Linked DNA regions of Hordeum vulgare: region 1 is linked to region 2. A link is a contact called in public Hi-C data. All regions are on one chromosome and are shown on one strand. The core of a region is the stretch at or near the end of the contact, and the rest is flanking DNA. Distances in the headings are between cores, read along the strand shown.

The links. Hi-C and Micro-C count contacts between places; a contact is called where the count stands out from the background.
Region 1: a contact with region 2 is called in a Hi-C map of leaf, with 4 times the contacts expected there. The contact joins the promoter of LOC123400213 here to the promoter of LOC123398463 in region 2. A contact is called at or near these places in 2 of 6 Hi-C or Micro-C datasets (both in leaf).

The regions. Positions count from the first base shown.
Region 1 is chr5H:506,693,685-506,700,796 of MorexV3_pseudomolecules_assembly, forward strand. It overlaps LOC123400213 (phospholipase D delta), which reads left to right and starts at 3,095. Exons shown (of 10, transcript XM_045094640.1): 1 at 3,095-4,326; 2 at 5,072-5,188; 3 at 5,543-5,737; 4 at 5,914-6,186; 5 at 6,268-6,336; 6 at 6,480-6,627; 7 at 6,968-7,112. The coding sequence starts at 3,310.
Region 2 is chr5H:506,533,274-506,540,388 of MorexV3_pseudomolecules_assembly, forward strand. LOC123398463 (thaumatin-like protein 1b) reads left to right here and starts at 3,896. Exons shown (of 1, transcript XM_045092931.1): 1 at 3,896-5,089. The coding sequence starts at 4,127. The coding sequence ends at 4,966.

The DNA.
Region 1 (7,112 bases), core at 1,845-4,344, 160 kb after region 2:
ATGATAAAATACAACCTGCACACCTCAATATGGCGGGCATGGGCGCCCCCCAAATGCAAGATTTTTCTATGGACAGCCATGCAGAGGAAGATCCTCACAGCAGACATCTTATTACTGAGAGGTTGGGACAATAACTATTTTTGCCCTCTATGCATCCGATCATTAGAGACAGCCGCGCACCTCCTCTCTGAGTGACCATGGTCGAGGAGGGTTTGGAATGCAATAGCTGTATCTGCACGAACACCGTCACTGCAGCCTACCTCCTGGATAAATGACAAACCACTCAGCGTGTGGTTCCACGATTTGACCACCCCTGACTTGGAAACACGACGTAAAAAAGGAGTTTGGGCTCTTGCCATATTGATCTGTTGGAAGATCTGGCTAGAACGCAACCGGAGAATCTTCAAGAAAACTGAGCTTCCAGCGTCGGCGTTGATCACGCGTATCCGAGATGAAGCGGCAGCCTGGAAGCTTGCCGGATGTCCTATTACCTTTGACCCGGGTTGACTCTATCTTTTGCTCTTTTATTTCGTTGCATGGCAAAGCCGGCAACAGTAGATATTTGTTAAGTGGCTGTGCGCCGCTGTGTTCTGTCACTTTGTTACTGGCCGTCGGCTTTTTCCTCCTTAACTGAATCACAGCAGATCAGATCTCCTGCTGTCTTAAAAAAAAACCCTCATCAGAAGAACAAAAACACAAAAAAACAAACTGGGAAAGGTACGGTAAGAGAGAAGACAACAGCAGGGTCTACTCTTGCGGTTTTGTCACTCGACGTAACGGAATTCCGTGGCGTGAAAGTGAAACACAAGCACGTTTGACTGAGTATAATAAGCCAAGCAAAGACAAGATCACGAAAGCAAAACGAGAAAGGCTTGCTTGCTTTCCACGGGTGACCGCTCTCAGGAGCCAGCCAATGCGCTGCGGCCTGATCACCGGCCGGGGCAGAAGAATGCTGTCTGTCTAATTTATTTTCATGATATACTTTTCCAGCGCCATTCTAATTCTCCGGCCATGTGAAAGAAGAAAAAGACGATACCTGTCGTCCAATGCGCTGCAGCGGCGAATGATGACGGGCCACACCGGAGGTTTGTACTAAATCCCACTGGCTTAAAAGTTGGTAATTGTATCAAGGCAGGCAGGCACGGCGCTTCCAACCAAGGGAAGCCACTGTGCCGCGTAAAGTGTTAATTTGACTACGTACTACTACTAAAACTAATGACGATGATGGGGAGTACTAGGAGGTTTGCTTTGGTCGGCGGCAGCAAAGGGCGGATCGTGTCCCGCCGCTGGCCAGGAGATCGCCATTAGTTTAGCCTGCTCCCCTGTATGTGGTTGACCTACGGCTGTATATCATGTACTCGTATTAAAGTAGTCCATTGCAAAAATGAGCTGACTCCCCGAACGAATCGGTGTGATCGTGTCTTACCTGGCGCATCCGTTCTCTCGTTGACAGGTGGGCCGTTGGGCGATCCGAAATGGTCGCCGTGCGCGTCGTGCGCGCCATTTCGCCCAGCTCGGCGTCAGAACCGGCGGTGCAAGACTGACAGCCTGAGTGCCTGACGACGGGTTAAACAACAAAACCGGCCGGCTACTGAACGCGTGACATACACTCCGTTTCTAAATATAAGTCTTTTAAACGATTTCACTAGATATCTACAAACGGATGTATATAGACATATTTTAAAGTATACATTCAATCATTTTGCTACACCAAATGAAATCGCTTAAAAGACTTATATCTAGGAAGGGAGAGATAGATGAGATCAGACGAGACGAGACGAGGTGTAACCGACATCCCGAGACGGTCGGGCGGCGCACCTAAACCGTCATGCTTTCCGTGCTGCTTCTGCCTTGCACCGGTTGGCGGGCGGAGGAAAATGGCACCAAAACCCCGTTTCTAAAATGGAAACCGTCGATGCTCCCCTCAGAAAAGAAAAGAAAAGAAAAGAATCGACGCCAAACCTACACGAACGACCCCGGAGTGAAAGTAACTGCCGAACCCGCCGGTAACAAACCTCCACGCACGCACGCACGCACGCTTCATCCATAGTGGCGCCAAAACGGCCGGACCCTAACACCGGGTTGGGCTTGGGCAGCGTTGGTGGTTTTTTCTTTTTTCTTTTTTGACGGGAGCGTTGGAGAAGTTGGATTTGGGCTGGGGAGCGGGAGCGGAAGCCGACAGAGCGACCGCCCGCCACCGAGTCCCGGCGCCAAAACGGCCGGACCCACCCTACCTCCGCCAGACCGCCAGCTCGGCTTTCTGCGCGCACTCCCCTCCAGCGCAGAGGCCACCTCGCAGCCCTGTTTGACCCGCTCCCGCCCCGCCCCGCCCCGCTCCGCACGGCGCCACGCGACCCAACGCGCACGCCATCAACATCCTCGATCGCGCCTCCACCACGCCCGCGACGTGCCCCGCCGCACACCACCTCATCACCAACCACCCACCGGCCACCGGCCCGAGACCGAGAGAGGAGGGAGAGTCGATCCCGCCGGGGATCCAGATCACGAGGACTCGGCCGACCTGAACCTGGGCGCACGCAACGGAGGATCCCCCCGCGCGCGTGACTGACTCCTGGGAGCCGGGCCCGGTCCTCCCGATCGGATCTCGCGGGCTCCACCGGTCAGCGCCCGTTACGCCGGGCCTGGCCGTACATGCGACCGTTGTGCCCGCGTTCGTTCCATCAGCACACGGCAACGCCCAGGAAAAAGCCGGTTTCTCCCCCTCTTTGTTACGCGTGCGCGCCATAAAAAAAAATCCGCTTGACTCCTTCGGTTAAAATACTACTAGTACTCCGTGGTACCACTCCAAAGTTCGTTCGAGCTTATATTTTCCCTCATTGACTGATCTGCAGTGCAGAGATTTCTTGGGTTATACTAATTCCGTTTTGAATCTTCTTGGACTCTCTTTTCTTTTTTGACATGTAATGTAGTAACTGTCCCGGAATGAAGAGAAATGAATGATGGCAAGGAGTTGCATTGGCAGTGGGAATCACAGTTACGTATGTTGTTTTTGGCCATGAAGATGAGGAAATCGGCAGTGGGAACGTAAACCCCATGCGTTATTAGTACTAGGAGTACTATTAATCTGTGGAGAAAAGTAAAACCCATGCTATTTTAGGCTAGGCTGCCAACGCCGAGATCCTCCACCACCTCACCACCCACCTCCTCTACCAGCTTTGCCGTTCGGGGTCCGCGTCCGCCGCGTGGGTGGCCTCGCCTCCCCCACCGGAATCCCCGCCGCGTCGCGGGGGCCGTCGCGGTTGCACCACAGGGGGGCCTCCCGGCACCGGCACCGGCACCGATTTTAAGATGGCCGCCGCGGCAGCAGCTGCCGCGTCCGCGTCGCCGTCGATGGCGTCGTCGGGCGGGGACGAGTCGCCGTCGCCGCCCAAGCCGGTGCTCCTGCACGGGGACCTCGACCTCTGGGTCCTCGAGGCGCGGCTGCTGCCCAACATGGACATGTTCTCCGAGCACATCCGCCGCTGCTTCGCCTCCTGCGGCACCGCCTCCTCCTGCGCGCCCAGGCAGCCCCCGCCCTCCAGCCGCGGGGTTGGGGAGGCCGGCAGCCGCCGCCACCACCACCGCAGGATCATCACCAGCGACCCCTACGTCACGCTCTCCGTCGCCGGCGCCGTCGTCGCGCGCACCGCCGTCATCCCCAACAGCCAGGAGCCCACCTGGGAGGAGCAGTTCTTCGTGCCGCTCGCGCACCGCGCCACCGTGCTCGAGTTCCAGGTCAAGGACAACGACACCTTCGGCGCCCAGCTCATCGGCACCGCCTCCGTCCCCGCCGACCGGGTCGTCGCCGCCGCCGAGGAGGTCGAGGAGTGGGTCCCCATCGTCGGGCCCAGCGGCAAGACCTACAAGCCCCGCACCGCGCTCTGCATCCGCTACCGCTTCCGCCCCTTCGCCGCCAACCCGGTCTACCGCCGCGGCATCCCCGGCGACCCGGACCAGCAGGGTGTCAAGGACTCCTACTTCCCGCTCCGCCATGGCGGGAAGGTCACGCTCTACCAGGACGCGCACGTCAACGAGGGGGACCTGCCGGACGTCCAGCTCGAGCGGGGGAAGAAGTTCGAGCACAACCAGTGCTGGGAGGACATCTGCCACGCCATACTCGAGGCGCACCATATGATTTACATCGTCGGCTGGTCGATCTACGACAAGGTGAAGCTGGTGCGCGAGCCGTCCTCGTCCAGGCCGCTCCCAGAGGGCGGCAACCTCACGCTCGGAGACCTGCTCAAGTTCAAGTCGCAGGAGGGCGTCAGAGTATGCCTGCTCGTCTGGGACGACAAGACGTCCCATGACAAGCTCTTCATCAAAACGGTCAGGCATTACTACCTGACAGTTCTGCCTCTAATTTCACTGCTTAGTTTGGCTATATACATCGGAAACGTCCCCGGATGCATTTGATGTTGACTTGATTGCGAGGAATTCTTTGGATTTTGTTCCATATAGATAGGGAGTTATTATTGCCCAGGTTGGTGCATTTGAGTGTTCAGTCAAGTATACCTAGTACTTGTTCAGAAGTTTTTGAGAGGTTACTTGTTCATAAGTAATTTCCATATTCATACGAATGTAATACTAGAACCGATGACTGTTGTACACTTGCAACAATAAACTCAAACTGAATATTCTTATCCAAAAAAAATCTGAACCTGGATATTTGGTCCGGGAGTGTTCTCGCTGTTTTCAGTTTACCATAATCTATGACCATATGTCTTTTCCGAACTGACACCTCGGTCGTGTTCTCCGAATCTATTAAATAGTCTCGACAGTTTGTTTTTTTGATTAAAGGGGCCACACGGCTCCCATTTTCATTCAAGAGAAGGGTGGGCACTCCACAGTTTATCATCCCCATCATAATTCATACATGCTCTTCTCTCAACAGTTTAATTTTTTGATTAAAGGGGCCACACGGCCCCCATTTTCATTCAAGAGAAGGGCGGGCACTGCACAGTTTATCATCCCCATCATAATTCATACATGCCCTTCCTTTCGGTGTGCTGTTCTTTAAGGTGTTCTGTGTGATAATATCTGAGAATGAGACCTCCTTTCTATGCTTTTGCAGGGTGGTGTCATGGGCACACATGATGAAGAAACTAGAAAGTTTTTCAAGCATTCCTCAGTCATCTGTGTTCTTTCACCACGATATGCCAGCAGTAAGCTGAGCATTTTCAAACAACAGGCAAGTTCAGGCAGTATGCTCGTACTTTATATGTATTATATTTTTTTGGTAGACTGCAAGTAATTGCTATTGTCATAAACCTTAAGCAAGTCGATATTTACTCATGCATCCTCTTTTTAGGAGAACTTGAATGTTCTTTAAAACCATGATACATTTGTTTGTGCCTTATGGATAGTAAATGATGCCAACCAACTTAACAGATAGCTTTATATATAAATAAAATCAGGAGGTCACTGTCATGTTGCTTTCAGAATAAGCATCATTTCAGTCTTGTGAATATCTTTTGTATTCTGCAGGCTACTCATATGCTCTCTTTTTTGCCACATTTGGCAATCTTGAACTACTATCTTGCAGGTTGTTGGGACATTGTTTACTCACCACCAAAAATGTGTGCTGGTTGATACACAAGCTTCGGGAAACAAGAGGAAAGTTACTGCTTTCGTTGGGGGCCTAGATCTTTGTGATGGGCGTTACGATACTCCTCAACATAGGCTTTTTAAAGACCTTAACACCGTATTTGAAAATGATTTCCACAACCCAACATTTTCGGTGAGTTCATTTTTGCCAATATGTTTTACTCCATCCTTATCAAGTTGATGTCGAGGAAGTAAGCTTCTGGGAGCTGGTGCCATGTGTGAATGCTTGACTGCCAGAGCTTGTCTTGTACCACATTAATCTCATTGAGTTTTAATCTTCCTATCGTCATATGTATTACTTTGATGCAGGCAGGCACAAAAGGACCAAGACAACCTTGGCATGATTTGCACTGTAAGATTGATGGACCAGCTGCATATGATGTCTTGAAGAATTTTGAACAACGCTGGAGAAAGGCATCCAAATTCCGTGATCGATTTAGGAAAGTATCTCGCTGGAAAGATGATGCCTTGATAAAGCTGGAGCGTATCTCGTGGATACTTAGTCCTTCACCTAATGTTCCAAATGATCATGTTAGTTTGCGGGTTTCAAAAGAAGAAGATCCTGAAAATTGGCATGTTCAGGTCTTGGCACTGCTCTTTAAGTTGTGCTTATGTCAGTACTTGTGAATTCTAGGCACTGGTTAACACATATTAATTCTTCAGGTATTCCGGTCAATTGACTCGGGCTCTCTAAAAGGATTTCCTAGTGATTGCAAAGAGGCTTCAAAGCAGGTTAGTTTGGCACGTCTTCATTATACTCCTTCGCTAATGTTCAATAAATCCACATCTATACTGAAATTACGTTCTTATTGTCCTTTACCATTTGAAACTACGTTCTTATTGTAAAGTACTTACCATTTAATGGACTTGTGCAGAATCTTGTGTGCCGAAAGAACCTCATAATTGATAAGAGCATTCACACAGCATATGTACGGGCAATCAGATCGGCACAACATTTCATTTATATAGAAAATCAGTATTTTCTTGGTTCTTCGTATGAGTGGCCATCCTATGTGAATTCAGGTTTGGGTTCTTCCTTTGTATCCTGTCTGAAACTTGGAATATTGATTGTTAGGCATAGATTACCTTCCACAGTTGCCTGCATATTCTTCTGCTGGTAAAACAGGGGAAAACATACACCACATAATTGCAGGGAGAACATAGATTTATTTTGCTCTTCGTACTTTTATTAGATAGGAATGGATTTATTTTGCTCGTCCCGCTTCTCTTAGATAGGCCACATTCTTTTTGTTTCATTCATGCCTTTGTTGCTGTCAGTCCTGTTGCGTAAATTCAACATCGATGTTTAATTTTATGACATGATTTAGACAAACTGGAATTTTGATCCCTTGGGATGTTGCAGGTGCTGATAATCTGATACCAATGGAATTGGCCCTCAAAATTGCAACCAAGATTAGAGCTGGCGAACGCTTTGCAGTTTATGTAGTCATACCAATGTGGCCTGAAGGAGTCCCTACCTCGGCCTCTGTGCAAGAAATTCTTTTCTT
Region 2 (7,115 bases), core at 2,646-5,145:
GAGACTTGGCTTGCGTTGGTTTTTCCCTTGAAGAGGAAAGGGTGATGCAGCACAGGAGCAGTAAGTATTTCCGTAAGTTTGAGAACCAAGGTGTCAATCCAGTAGGAGAATCTCGTCAAGTCCAGAGTACCTGCGCAAACACAAAAGAGCTTGCACCCAACGCTATAAAGGGGTTGTCAATCCCTTCAAGATAGATTGCAAAGTAAGATGTGAAGGACGAAAGTGCAACGAAGTAAAAGAGTAAGGCTGAAAATATGGTGTGAAGTAAATCCGGGGGCCATAGTGTTCACTAGAGGCTTCTCTCAAAATAGAAAATATTACGATGGGTGAATAAATTACTGTCGAGCAATTGATAGAACCGCGAAAAGTCATGACGATATCTAAGGCAATGATCATACATACAGGCATCACGTCCGAGACAAGTAGACCGATACTTTCTGCATCTACTACTATTACTCCACACATCGACCGCTATCCAGCATGCACCTAGTGTATTGAGTTCATGATGAACAGAGTAACGCTTTAAGCAAGATGAGATGATGTAGAGGTAAACTCAAACCAATGATGAAAACCCCATCTTTTTACCCTTGTTGGCAACAACACGCTGCGTGCCTCGCTACCCCTTCTATCACTGGGTGAGGTCACCGCACGGTATGAACCCAAAACCAAGCACTTCTCCCATTGCAAGAATCATAGATCACGTTGGCCAAACAAAACCCACATCTCGAAGAGAATTACAAGGATATGAAATCATGCATAAGAGAGATTAGAAGAAACTCAAATAAGATTCATAGATAATCTGATCATAAATCCACAATTCACCGGATCTCGACAAACACACCGCAAAAGAAGATTATATCTGATAGATCTCCATGAAGATCATGGAGAACTTTGTATTGAAGATCCAAGAGAGAGAAGAAGCCATCTAGCTACTAGGTATGAACCCGTAGGTCTGTGGTGAACTACTCACACATCATCGGAGAGGTTATGATGTTGATGAAGAAGCCCTCCGTATCCAAATCTCCCCTCCGGCAGGGCACCAGAACGTGCCCAGATGGGATCTTGCGGAGACAGAAGCTTGCGGCGGCGGAAAAGTGTTTTCGTGGCTCCCCTTATTTTTTGGGATTTTTGGGAATTTATAGGCGAAGGATCTAGGGCACGGGAGGCCCAAGGAGCCCATAAGCCTGGGAGGCCCGGCCCCATTGGCCGCGCCATGGGGGCTTGTGGCCTCCCCCGGGACTCCCTGCCTTGGTTCCTAAGCTTTCTACGTATCTTCTGTTCCGAAAAAAATTCTTTTCGAAAGTTTTATTCCGTTTGGACTCCGTTTAAAATCCTCCTCTGAAAAGGGTAAAAAACACGGAAAAAACAGGAACTGACACTTGGCACTGAGTTAATAAGTTAGTCCCAAAAAAGATATAAAAGGCATACAAAACATCCAAAGTTTGACAAGATAATAGCATGAAACCATCAAAAATTATAGATACGTTGGAGACGTATCATGTAACAAACATGTAGGACTGGACTTCAGGATTCTAGTGTAGAAACAATATGAAAGAGCGTGGATGTCGCATAGAGGGGAGTGAATAGGCGCTTTTAAAACAATTTACGTTTTAGGCTTGAACAAATGTAGAATAAAACCAACATTTAATTAGTCAAACACAAAACCTAAAACAATTAGGCTCATCTATGTGCACCAACAACTTATGCTAAGCAAGATAAACAACTGAGTGACAACACGATATATAACATGAAACAATATGGCTATCACAAAGTTAAGTGCATAAGTAAAGGATTCAGGTAAGAGATAACCGAGGCACGAGAGATGAGGATGTATCCCGAAGTTCACACCCTTACAGATGTCGATCTCCGTTCAGAGCGGTGTGGAGGCACAATGCTCACCAAGAAGCCATTAGGGCCACCGTAATCTCCTAACGCCCTCGCATAATGCAGGATGATGTGATCCCGCTAAGGGACCCTTGAGGGCGGTCACCGAACCCATACAAATGGCAACCCTTGGAGGCGATCACCGAACTCGTACAAATTGCTCGGGCCAATCTTTATAACCTACTATAATGTAGGCGCATATTTCGTATATAGTCGTATGTGCTTGCGATAAGAACTTGCATGCCATCTTTTGTCCTACCCTCCCGTGACAGCGGGGTCCTATTGGAAACTTAGTGATATTAAGACCTCGTATTAAGATAGAACCAGAACAAAGCATTAACACATAGTGAATACATGAACTCCTCAAACTACGACAATCATCGGAAAGAATCCCAAATATTTTCACCTTGTGGCATGCGGATCAAGACACGTAATAGGTGCATACAACTTGCAAGATAGGATCCAGATACTTTTCATATTTAGAGATAACGTAATAAGTTTAGATACGAAATCATGACACTTGGGCCTTATTGACAAACATTAAGCATAGAAAAGTAATAGTAACATCAATCTCATAACATAGTGGCTACTAGGGATCAAGCCGTGTGGTTGTTGCGCCAACTATTGCTTCTACAACTATTGCTAACTCATGGCGATAAAATAAAGCAAAAGGCACAAATAAATTAAAGACAACCCTATCGCTCCTGCCGGTTGCCGTACTCATCAACATGCAAGTCGTGCTAATCTATACAAAACATGATCATCTCAAACATCACATATACCACATCATGTCTTTGGCCATATCACATCACAACCTGCACTACAAAATCAAGTTAGATGTCCTCTACTTTATTGTTGCAAGTTTTACGTGGCTCCTATGGGCAACTAACAAGAATCGTTCTTACATACGCAAAGCCATAACAATGATATTCAATTTGTTATTTAGGGCATGTTTGGTTCCCACCCACACTTTGTCAAGCCAGATTTTGACATCCACAGTTTAGTTGGCATATGTTTGGTTTTTGCCACACTTTGGCTTGCCACACTTTATTGTCCCTATGGTCCATTTGTCATAGAGTCAATTTTTTGGCCAACTTTTGCCAAAGTTTGGCGTTCGTTTTTTCAGCCACGTTTTGTGGCTTACCACACTTTAATGGCTTGCCACACTTTGGCTTGGCAAAATTAGCCTCCAACCAAACAGGCCCTTAACCTTCCACAAGGATCGCCTTTGTCGAATCTGATTCAATTAAAGTGGGAGAGACAGACACCCGTCAGCCACCTTTATTCAACCAAGTTACATGTGAGTCGGTGGAACCGGTCTCTTGTGCGTGGACAAGTAAGGTTGGTCTGGGCCGCTTCATCCCACAATATCGCCAAATAAAAATAAGACTGATGAAATAAGTAACATCAACATCAATGCCCACAAACACTTTGTATTCTACTCGTGCATGTTATCTACGCATAGACCTAGCTATGGTTTCACTGTTGGGGAACGTTGTATGGAAAACAAAAAAATCCTACGAATACCCAAGATATATCTATGGAGATGAACAACTCCGAGAGGGGGAGTGCATCTAGATAACCTTGTAGATCACTAAGTGGAAGCGTTAATAAACGCGTTTGATATAGTCGAATTTCTTCACGATCCAATCACGATCCGTCCGTGATCCAATCACGACCCGTCACGATCTAGCGCCGAACAGACAACAACTCTGCGTTCAACACACGTACAACTCGATGATGCCTTCACCACCTCGATCCAACGAGCGTAGGTGAAGTAGCAGTTGAGTTCTCCGGCAGCATGACGACGAGGTGACGATGGTGGTGGTGCGATTTCGAAGGGCTTCGCCAAGCGCCGTCGCAATCGCGACGGAGGAGAAGCACTACGAGAGAGAGAGAAAGGAGGGCTGCATCGTGGCTTGTGGTGGTTGACCCATGCCAAGCGACAAGCGTATGTACACGAGCCACCAAAACTAACTAATAAATTCGACACGAAATGTGTAATTCAGTTTTTCTCCTCCACGTACGCAACCCCTAGCACCTATCCTAGCTAGCTACCCACATCTACCTGCATATGGTTCATGGATGGTTTCGTGCGTGAATGACATGTACGTCCTACTCGTTTCTTGTAGGTTGGCACGTACCGCTTATAAATTCGACGAGATAGATGGATGGATCGATCAATCGTATCGAGGTGTTCTTCTCGTGACCGGCCTTCTTCTCGTCTCCAACTGCTGATGAGATGACGCCCATTGCCGCCGCCGGCAAGAAAAACAATGGAGCTATCTCCACCTGCAGCACGTGCAGGCAGCTGATCAAACTCTTTCCTCTCCACCTGATCATCGTCCTTCTCCTCGGCGTCGCCACCAGCGGTGGGTCGGCGGCGAGGTCGTTCAGCTTCCACAACGCGTGCGCGCACCCGGTGTGGGTGGGCGCTCTCAACGGCGCCACATCGCCGCCGCTCGCCCGCACCGGCTTCTACCTCGCCTCCGGCGCCACCGACGCCATCGCCGCCCCGTCATCCGGCGCCTGGTCCGGCAACTTCTGGGCCCGCACCGGCTGCGCCGTCGACTCCTCCACTGGCCGCCTCGCCTGCGCCACCGCCGACTGTGGCACCGGCGGTGTCGCCTGCGCCGGCCGCGGGCCCGCCCCGCCCGTCACGCTCGCCGAGGTCACCCTCGCCGCTCCGGGCGGAGGAGGCCTGGACTTCTACGACGCCAGCCTCGTCGACGGCTTCAACCTGCCCCTCTCCATCGCGCCCGACAACAATGGGGACGGCGGTGCCTGCCGCGCCGCGGCGTGCGCGGGCGACGTGAACGCTGTGTGCCCGTCGGACCTGCGCGTGGTGTCCGGCTCCGGCGAGGTGGTGGCCTGCAAGAGCGCGTGCAACGCCTACGGCAGCGCGCGCTACTGCTGCACTGGCGACTACGGCACGCCGACGGCGTGCGGCCCCACGAACTACTCGCGGGTATTCAAGACCGCCTGCCCGTCCGCCTACAGCTACGCCTACGACGACGCCAGCTCCACCTTCACCTGCGCCGGCGCCACCACCTACCACATCACCTTCTGTCCCATTACCTGATTAATGGCACACCCAATTCGTTCGTTAAATATACAGTAAAATTTACTTTGTCACACGAAGTTTAATTCTTCATTGAAAAAAGGTATACAAAAGTAGAAAAAGGAAATACAAATATGTTTTTCTTTTCTTTGATGCAACGGGCATATATACAACGGTGATTTATTTGCTTATATATAGAGGAACTCCAAACCTGTCAAAAACTTTTATGAAATGACTGTATAATTTAGGCCTTGTACAATTCAAGGTGTTAAAAAAAATACTAACAAAATAAACTAATTTTTAAGTATCGATGTTTATCTCTAGGGATAATTAATTGAATGTCTATCCTGTATAAATAAATGTTAGTCTTTAAAAAATTGATTTATTTGTCTAAGCATCTTTCCTAAACACCTTGCATTGTACAAAGCCTTAGAGAAAGCTGTCTCACACTAACATTTCTAAGTCCACGTAAACTCGATAAATCCTTATTAGCCACCAGTCTAATGATCTGATCGTGGCATAAGGGGAGAATTGGTCAGCTATAATTGTTACAATGAAGATTGGTCAGCTATAAATGGTTGTAACTACGTACAAAACAAACAATTACTCCGTATAAGCTATCCTCCACTGCCAAAGACAAAATCGAGGCACCGCTGTGGAGGCAACGGCGGTGGGTGTCAAACAAACCAGATCACCTCTTTGTACTTGAGCCTGATGAAGCTCGATTGGTGCAATAGTCCGCTAGGTGCGCATGATACGTTCTCCTAATACACTGCTATGCTCCCTAACTTTTACGGCCTTACATGTAATTGAGGTCTTCAACTTAAAATTTGGTCATTGATTTTGACCCGGTCAATGATTTGAAGGGCTCCATCTTCAATTATTTTATCATCTAATACTAGAAGTGTTGTACGCGCTTTGTTTCGTTGTTGGTGTTGTTAGATTTCTTAAAAAAATACTCACTCGGTTTCATAATATAAGGTGTATTACTTTTTTGAAAATTCAAACCTTTTAATTTAATCTAATTTGTAGAAAAATATAAAAAAAACTATAATATCTGGTCTGATTCATCATGAAATGATTTTCTGTACTTTTTTTGATTTAATGTTGTGGATGTCGATTTTTTGCTCCAAACTTGGTCAAAGTCAAAGAAACTTGACTTTCCAAAAAATAACACCCCTTATATGTTATAACTGATGGAATATTTAGTATAGTGAGTGAGAGAGATGATGGAGTATGCTCTATTTTTATTTATATTATGATGATTTGATTGGCCTTTTGTGGTGTTGTTCTGTGTTATTCTCTAAATAGCGTACATTTAGCGTGTGATTGGTATGTTTTTATAGGCCGCTTGATGCTAAATGATTGGAAAAATTGTTGGCCCGATCAAATTTGTTATTCAAATCCAAAATTAAATACCTCAATTGAATTAAAAAGTTTCAAAATGGGAACACGAGGAATTAAAATAATTGAATGGATGAGCCCTTGAGAAATTGTTGACCCGATTAAAATTAGGCTAACTGAATTCTAAACTGAAGACATCAATTAATTATGAGACCTTAAAAATTAGGAAGCATATTCTATAGTATAAAAAATTGAATGACATAGTTTTAAGAAATTATTGATCCGGTCAAAATCAGGTGACTCAATCCCAATAGGAAATCTTAATTGAATGTTGACTCTCTAAAACTAGAACACACATACAACACCACTAGGAAATGAGAGGGTTTTAAACTAGAACACACATACTAGAACACGCATACAATCCCAATAGAATAAAGTCACTGATTTTGACCGAGTAAATGATTTAAGGGGCTCGTACTTCGATTCTTTTATCATCTACGCAATACTCTATGCACTCTAATTTTTGAGCTCTCCTCTACAATTGAGGTGTTCAATGATTTCCCATGGAGCTCTGTTGTTTTTTATTTTATTAATTTTTATTTATTATAATTTGAGTCGGTTTACTTACCGTATCCCGTAACGCTAATAATAAGCGATATTGTAAACACTGGAAAAAAGGGAAGAAACAAATCAACATGGTAGTTACTAAACCTAGTTGCTATCTTATTTATTTTCTTCCTCCTCTCATCTTCATTAGCTAGGTTAACTTGCAGATCTAAAGGCGCATCGGACATCTACAACAATAAATGACACGTACAAGGCTAAA